Linked DNA regions of Gossypium arboreum: region 1 is linked to region 2. A link is a contact called in public Hi-C data. All regions are on one chromosome and are shown on one strand. Each heading gives the region's core, a stretch centred on a gene start, on an enhancer-like site or on the middle of the called end of the contact. The rest is flanking DNA. Distances are from core to core; before and after follow the strand shown.

Region 1 (4,195 bases), core at 1,115-3,614, 530 kb after region 2:
CCTTCAAAGAGCTAAAGCCTACTAGAAAACAAGGAGGTACCTGCTTAACCACTAAAGTTTATCATTGTAATATCACCAGTGTGTTAAGCATCTTATTTTATAAAGGCAACACATAAGCGTGTCCACCATTTCCAGGAAAGAAAATTGTAGTAACTTCAAAAATACTCATTTCCTACCTATGAATAGATAAAAAAAATTAACATAAACGGCCCACCCACTTCCAACCCAAAAAGGGCACAGCACAATTCAGAAAAGATATTAACTTCAACAGAAAGCTAGAAGTTAAAAGATATTTAATAATTTAAACATCAGTCTTCCCGTTCATACCTTTGAGCACTGTCTAGCCCCATGATCCAAACTCCCACAAAGGAAGCATGGTTTCTTCCGCTTTGAAGCAGATTTACAGTTCACTGCCATATGCCCTTCTTCGCCACAATTATAGCATGTTTCCCAACCACTATCTGGAGGATCAAAGTATCTCGCCCCCCGCTGATATAAAAAATAACAAAGAGATGCTGAAAACCAATCCACCAAAGGGAAATTTTCTTCTAAACCACAGTTCAAAGAACATATTTAAACTCACAAGAAGCTTCCGGAGTACAATATTGTCAGATTTGTCTACAGTATTTGAGTCAAGAGATTCAACAGTCTCTACATCGTTAGCCATAATAATCTCCTCAACTGTCTCAACCTTCTCTATCATCTCAGCTTTATTTCCATCCTCTGCAACTGTGACCTGGTGCAATAACAAAAGAGATTGCAAAATTAGATAAAAAGTTAGCCATATAACATGCTGCAAGATTGAATCCAGTACAACATTTATTCAACAACACACTCAATGAGAAAAAAAAAACCAATACATAACCAGCTGTGACGAAAACCATAACAGAAATAAAAGCAATCTTGACAGTTAAAAGTCCAATTCTAACTATTTTTTGAAGCCAAGTCCAACATACCAGAGTTGCATTATTGGAATTATGAAGTACAACAAAAGTACGATTCCTTTCCTTCATTTTCCTAGCAGAAACTCTTTTTTATGCCCATAAATTACCCAGTGATAAGATTAATATCAGTACCCAAAGGCAAGATAGTCTCCCTGAAGGTAAGGTCACCCTCTTTACACTTCTTTCATTTCATCAAATTACTTGATATCTCCACTATCTATGAGATACTGAAATAAACATTGAAAGTGCATATTATAGCACTAACTAGGGCGCCCCTTGATTGCCTTATTCTTGCACACCCTAAAATGTGAATAACCACCACAAATGCGGGCATCAGTGCATTACCAAAGAACTGTAATCTATAGCAGGCATTCTATAAATAATAATAATGATAAAGACAGGGAAAAATCAAAAAAGAGGCCGGTTCCTGATAGAAGTTTGCAGGAAAAGAGAAAAGGTCAAGTTTTCTCGGTAAAGAAGACCTCCCATAACGAACTTGGAGAAGGAGACAGAACAAAAACCAAGAACTTATTAACCCAACAAACAGAAAATATTTATTCAACAAGACTTATCCAACAATTCTTCAATAAATAGTTTGACCAAATAACTAAGCGGAACGAGCTGGAATTCAAATTATCATAGCAAACAAGCATAGAGGATCCCTCATTTGAAACAGTAATCGTAAATCCCAAAGCCTATCTATATTTACAACACTTCAAATCATATTAAAAGTTCCACAAATTTATGATTCTTTACTTGTATCATCTCATCAACTCTCTGTAGTAAAAAAATTACTTTTAAATAAATTTCAACTACATTATTTTTTTCTCCGAGCAGCACATTGGATCAAAACAATCATTTCTGAAGAAACAACAAAAACAGAATTTTAACCTTCTCAGTTTTCGTTTTCTTCTTTTTCCTTCTAACAATTTTCTTACTTTCCAAATCCAAATCTGCCTGTTCACGGCCACCACTGGTACCAGCTACATCAGATCCCCCGCGTGACGACGAAGCCAAACCCACCACAGAAACGACGCCTGGGTCATCGGAAACGCCGTGGCATCCTTCACTAAATCTCGTCGCTTTCACCAATAGTGCTTTCTCCACGATCTTCAAGCTTAGGTCTTCATTGGCTTCGTCGGCGTCACTACTGCTTAGTACCATCAATGGTTTCGAATCTAATGGTCCCGATTCGTTCTCTTCGATCTCAAATTTTGCTGATTTGGCCTTGCCCTTCTTCGCCATGAAGATCTTTTGTAGGGAATGCAATTTTCTTGATAATTAGGGTTTGCAGTTTTCTGCAACTGCAGGGAAATATCCTAAACGGTGCCACGAAAACTAGGGTTTTTATTTTGTTTGACCTTTACTGTCATTGGATTTAGCGGTTGAAATTTGAAAAAGACAGTTGGGCCAGTTAGCCCCAAAAAATCCAGCATTTATGGGCTTTATATTTAAATTTTCTCCCAAACTGGTGTCATTAATTGCTTTATATTTAAATTTAGGCTTAACGACTCAGTTTGCTTTCCCACTTTAATATTTAAATTTTTTGTTTCAGATTGCTACTTACTTAAACTATTATTTCATTATTTGGTTGAATTCTTTTTAACAGCATTAAGAAAACCAATTACAATGTGATGTCCATCAAAATGTGCAAGTCGCACATCCAACCAGAATGTATTAGTTACAATTAATTTATTTAAAATAAAAGTATTAAAGGTAGGTTTGGATGAATGATTCGGTGTGATATGATGTGGTGCGTTTAACTTACTTTTTGTCTCATGTTACAATGTCGTTACAGTATCTAATCTCACTGCTACTGTTGTTTTTACATTAACTGCAAGTAAACACACTGCCCATCAAAACACACTCTAAATTTAAATTTAAAAATTATATTATTAAATATTAACAAAATCTTTGACTTCAATAAACCATTACTTGCATTGACCACTGTTAATCGACATTGACCAGTCGTTGATTGTTGTTGAAAATCTACATGGCTCTATTAGAATGTGTCACCTGCCCTTAATATTTAATTTTTTTCCCGAACTAATGTCATTAATTGCTTTAGATTTAATTTTAGGCTTAACGACATCTTACTTTCTCATTTTAGTACCTAAATTTTTTGCTTCAGATTTATACTTAAACTATCATTCCATTATCTAGTTCAATTTTTCTAATAGCATTAAAAAAATTAGTTACCATTTGGTGTCAATCAAAATGTGTCACATGACAATTAGTTTATTTAAAATAAAAACACTAAATTTAAATTAAAAATTAAAAATTATATTATTAAGTATTTAAATAATTAAATATTAAAAAACTTTTGACTTTGATAAACCATTAACTTGCGTTGACTACTGTTAATTGATATTGACCATCTGTTAACCATCGTTGACAGTCTACATGACTCTATTAGAATATGTCACGTGCCCTTTTGTTTTTAATATTACATATATAAAATAAATTTTATTTTATTTTTAAAATTATTAAAATATTATATTTTTAATATTATTAAAAATATATTTAATTATTTATATTTAATCATATAATAATTATTAATATAATTTATTATTTTAATAAATTATTTAATATTTCAATTTTATGGGTTACTTAAACATACTAAATATATGTAATTACAAGTGATTGTATTCAAATCCAATTAATGGGTGGTTTTTCAAACACGTTCTAAAGAATAATGTTTGTTTCAGTACCATTCGTTTTATTTTATTAATATAATTTTATAATTATTAAATTATTTTAAAATTAATTCTTAACACCAACTCAACGCTTTTTATTGTAGTATAAATTACAATTGAATTTTAATTTACATATTAAATAAATAACTTTGGACCTAAATTGTGACTTTTGTTGGGTGTTTATCGTTTCTAGTAATAGACCTAAAAAATTAAATGAATAATATCATCTTGCCAACAAAATTTTATCTATTAAAATAAAAATTTTCACCCTAAAGTGTTAATATAATCATTTGGGTAAAATAATTTATGTAAAAAGTAATAAAATAAAATGTTATTTCAGAAATCTTAATTTCCATTCTCTAACTTTTCCTTCAAATTGGGGTAAATAAAAATTAAGTAATTCAAGGGAAGCAAAAATACTCAACGCCCTTTACTTTTTCCTTACCTAAATAAAGGTTTAATGCTGAATTCAGCCCCAAACCGTGCATATTTTCTTACTTTAGTATCTAAACTTTTTTTTATTGTTCTATTACTCAAATTGGCCCACAACATTAT
Region 2 (4,338 bases), core at 1,029-3,528:
AAGAAGGTGAAGTATAAAGCGATCGCTTCGACTGATAGTTCTGTTAATTTGAGAACATTGATAACAGAATTATCAATAAAGTTTTGGGTCCTAAAAGGTACAGTCGGGTTCGATTTCAAGGATCTGGTGTTACTCCGACCCAATATTTTGGATCCGGCTCCCAGCAATACATGCCTTCCGGGAGTCAAGCTCAAGCTGAAGTTTAGAGGTTAAGAGACCAGATAGCTCAGATGCAAACGAACACGGTTGAGCAAATTGCCGAGGTTCAAAGAAAATATGAAGAACTCCAGCAACAACTTAGAGCGGAGGCAATGACAAGAATGAGGAAGGCAGAGGCGGCGATGATGGTAGCGAAAGCAGAAGCGAAAAGTACGATGAGCTCCAGCTCCAGCTACAGCTTCAGCAAATGATGCAGATGTTTCAGCAGTCGCAAAAGCCGCCATCTTAGACATTAGTTTTCTCCTTGTAAGAATGTTTTTAACATTGTCACATTTAACATTATTGTAAGAATATTACTTAATTTATTAATTATATCATAGATCTTTCGTTGAATTTAAAGTATCATTTAGATTTAATGTTTTTTATTGTATTTTTTATGCTACATTTGCTGTTTTTGGTTGGATTTCATGCTATATTTGTTGTTTTTAGTTCGATTTAATGCAGGAAGGGTTAGATATTGGTGAAAAATGTACATTTCAAATATGTCAAAATTAGCGGCGTTTGTGAAAAAAGCGCCGCTAAAAGTCTTGATCTTTTGTGGCGTTTTTTTTCGGATAAACGCCGCAAAATTTGGCGGCGTCTCCTATAGCGGCGTTTTTTGTGGCGCTTGGGAAAACACCGCTAATAGTTTTTGCGATGCTTAAAAGCGTCACTAAAGGCTAAAAAAAACGCTGCTAAAACTCTGTTTTCTTGTAGTGGTTGGACTATAATACTTATATTGAAATGGTGATTAAAACTTTATTTAAGGACTTTGAAGGCTTTAAAGTCGCTTATAACTTAGGAAATAGACCTTACACAACTCACCAAAGTGTTGTAATCTTATAAATTGATATTTAATGGTCGAAGACCAATCTAGAATAAAGAAGAAGCTAACTTAACGATGTCTTCCTTCTTATAAGCCGTCGTTTTATTAGCCTTACAAGCAATATGGTCACTGAAATCTAGGCGTTATGAGATGGTTTTTTACTTACAAAAGATATGAACATATCTCACTTACTTATTGAACTCGGTGCATTGTTTGTGATTAGTTTAATGAAAAGACCTGCATCTGATAACATCATGCTTGAATCCTTAACTAATGATTGTCAAGAATATTTTGAAGATTATACCACATAACCAATTGTAACATACTTTTGGTAAAGGAAGTAGGTGTGTTGATACACTTGCAAGGAAGGCTAGTAGTTTTAATGCTTTAATGTTAGTTTGGTTAATCGAATGTAATATTATGACTTGTAATGTTACATTTTGAAATAAGATTATGATATTTAGAGTGTTAACATTTCAATCATCTTGTAATCTCACATTACAAAATAGTAATCTCATTACTACCTTTTTTAAATTATCTAAGATTCGAATGAAATATAAATTTGAGACAAATTAATGTTCGATATTATTATATTAATAAATATAATTTCAATAATTAAAAATAACAGGGACTTATCTATTTTGTCTTTTGCTTTTATAAGATTTTATTTTCCCGCACAACATTTGCAAAGACTAAGGCTAAATGCTCCTTTATTTTCCAGAACCGTTTTTGTACAATTAAAAAAAACAATTAAATAAAAGGATAAAAGCCATCCATATTTTCAAGGATTACATATTGGTAGGAATGAAAAGCAAATTTAGAAGTACAAGTTACTAAATGAATTAAGATTTGGACTTTGAAATAAATTTATAAGTTCATGAATACAATTACTTTATTTTCTAAATCAACATAAATCAACATGTGAAATATTTTTCTCCTTTTATATCATATAAGTCGTTGCAGTTTCTCTTATTGCATTTAATGTTGTTAAAAATAATTAAGAATTTAATTTATATAATAAGATCAAAATGGATTCCTTAAGCTATGAAAATATTGAAAGTAAAAAATTTAAATGAAAGAAGACAAAATTTTATAATAAGGACAATATGATAAAATTTATTTTTAAGTGATATTATATTTGTCTATCAAATATATAAATATTACATTTCAATCAAATAAATTATTAAATAATATAATATCATATTTCACTCATAATTTTATTATAAAATACAATCCAACATTTTAAGGTACCATAAAAATTAGAGACAGTTTAAATCACTTTAATGAATGTTGAATTTCATGTATTATATTTTTATGACCGATAAAGCCAAATAAATTTATATGATATAAAATTTCGATTTTTCATGTTAATTTTACGGAGATTAAATATTTAAGTTTCTATTCCACTCAATAATTATCCGATTTTTGTTTTCAAACGCCGTATAGAGTATAGAGATTCAGATCAAGATCAGATCTGACAAAAACCCAAGTACACGTGTACGGTCCGATTGAGGGCCCATGGAATGTGATCGTGCAAAGGCACCATCTTATATCATCTCTTCCGCCAAAAACCTCAAAATCCTTTCCACCCTCTTTAGATCTCGCTTCAATCATCTTCCGTACAATTGCCGGTCCCATTTCCGGTCAACCACTGCCGGAAGGTTTTCCTTTTTTCCGATCACCGATCGTTGTGTTCGTAAATAAATCAATCCTCTCATTGCAGGTATTTCCACAATGAAGATCTCTCCTTCGCTTTTTTTATTTTTCTTTTCCCCTCTATTATCCGTTTGGCTAAAAATTGAGGAAAATAGGAAAATTTCTTCTCTCTTATAGTTTTTGTTTACTTCAAAATAAATGTTGTTTTAATTAGTGAGCTTTACAGTGTTTGGTACTGGAAATGTAATAGATTTCTGGAATGGTTGAAGACTATACATCTTATGCGAGACTATTATTTGTTCTCTGAGTTTTTCAAGTGATTTATTCCCTGAATTTTGCAGATAATTACTTTAGCTATTAAAGGCTTCAATTCTCACGAAGTTTCACAGTCTCTGCTTCAGCCAGGAGTTATAGAACTTTGCTGTTTAGTGGTAAAGTTGTAAATTTGATCCTTGTTTAATGCAATATGATAGAGTTTTAACTGTTGGACTGTTACAGCAAAGTGGAAGCGAGGATTCATCCAAATAAAACTTGGAAATAAAGCTAGAAAAATGGTATGTTTTTATGTGCTTTAAGTGATGGGAGAAGAGTCTAATGGTTGCTTTCGATGCTGTTTTTCAGTTTTATGTGTATCTTTTGTGATTGATTCAGTGGTTTTAATTTTTATCATTAATTGTTCTGCAATTGCTTATTGCCTTGTCCCTAATGTAGTTTCGCATAGTTAAAGAAGGTTAAAATTCTGTATCAACTGAAAATTTATGCTTTTTGGTAAAAAATAAAAAGAACTATAGATGATTGTGTTTTTTATTGCCAAACAGTTGTAATAGAGTAATTTAGGTGGGGATGCACTGATGAACCATATATAAGTATGTATATATGAGTGAAGAAAAATGTCAGTTTTGACAATTTTCTACTTGGTAAGTTGTGTGTGTTGGTGCTGAATTGCTGATGTTGTCAAGGACCAAGGTGCGTCCTTAGGCGCTGTACATTAGCACTAGAGAACAAAAGTTATTTCAATCCTTCTTCAAGTGCATGCTTGGTGTGCCTAGTCAAGCTTTAGATAGGTGCAAAAACAAAGTTCACCTTACTGAAGTTGTCTATTAATTATGTTATAAATATTTATGGCACGTGATTAATCTTGATACTAGGTCAATGAAAAAGATTCAACTGTTGTTGTTATTCTCTTCTACGCCTCTGATTAGGAATTTGTTACATGTAACAGTCTTTCCAGAATCAAGGCATTTGGATGACGAAAGGTGCTGGCTGCTTAAACGATGGTGAGATGGTGTATGATACTTCATCTAGAATTGAGCCCAAGCGTTCTCATCAATGGTTTATGGATGGTTCCGAGACAGATATATTTCCTAACAAGAAGCAGGCGGTTGGAGTTTCAACTACCAACTTATTTTCTGGAATCTTGAATTCAAACCTGTCTCCATGGGGAAATGCATCTGGTTTTCATTCGATCTCGGGGCAGTTTGCTGAACGGTTATTCGACACCGAATCAGCTCGAGCTGTGAATTTTGATGATCGAAGCATGCCATCAGTTAGCAGTGAGAAAGTTGTCATGGGGAGAAAGCTTAATGAAGATATATTTACAAATGATTCTTCATTCTGTTTATCTATGTCTCATACACTAGAAGATCTTAGATCCGGAT

The links. A called contact is a pair of places that touch in the nucleus more often than the background predicts.
Region 1: a Hi-C map of leaf shows a contact between it and region 2, with 2.2 times the contacts expected there. The contact joins the promoter of LOC108461117 here to the promoter of LOC108464495 in region 2. A contact is called at or near these places in 2 of 5 Hi-C or Micro-C datasets (both in leaf).

Annotation. Positions count from the first base shown.
Region 1 is chr13:40,014,588-40,018,782 of ASM2569848v2, forward strand. LOC108461117 (protein AIR1-like) reads right to left here and starts at 2,365. Exons shown (of 7, transcript XM_017760819.2): 1 at 1,836-2,365; 2 at 584-736; 3 at 328-489. The coding sequence starts at 2,189.
Region 2 is chr13:39,488,824-39,493,161 of ASM2569848v2, forward strand. It overlaps LOC108464495, which reads left to right and starts at 2,279. Exons shown (of 7, transcript XM_017764825.2): 1 at 2,279-2,747; 2 at 3,022-3,111; 3 at 3,179-3,234; 4 at 3,903-4,338. The coding sequence starts at 3,232.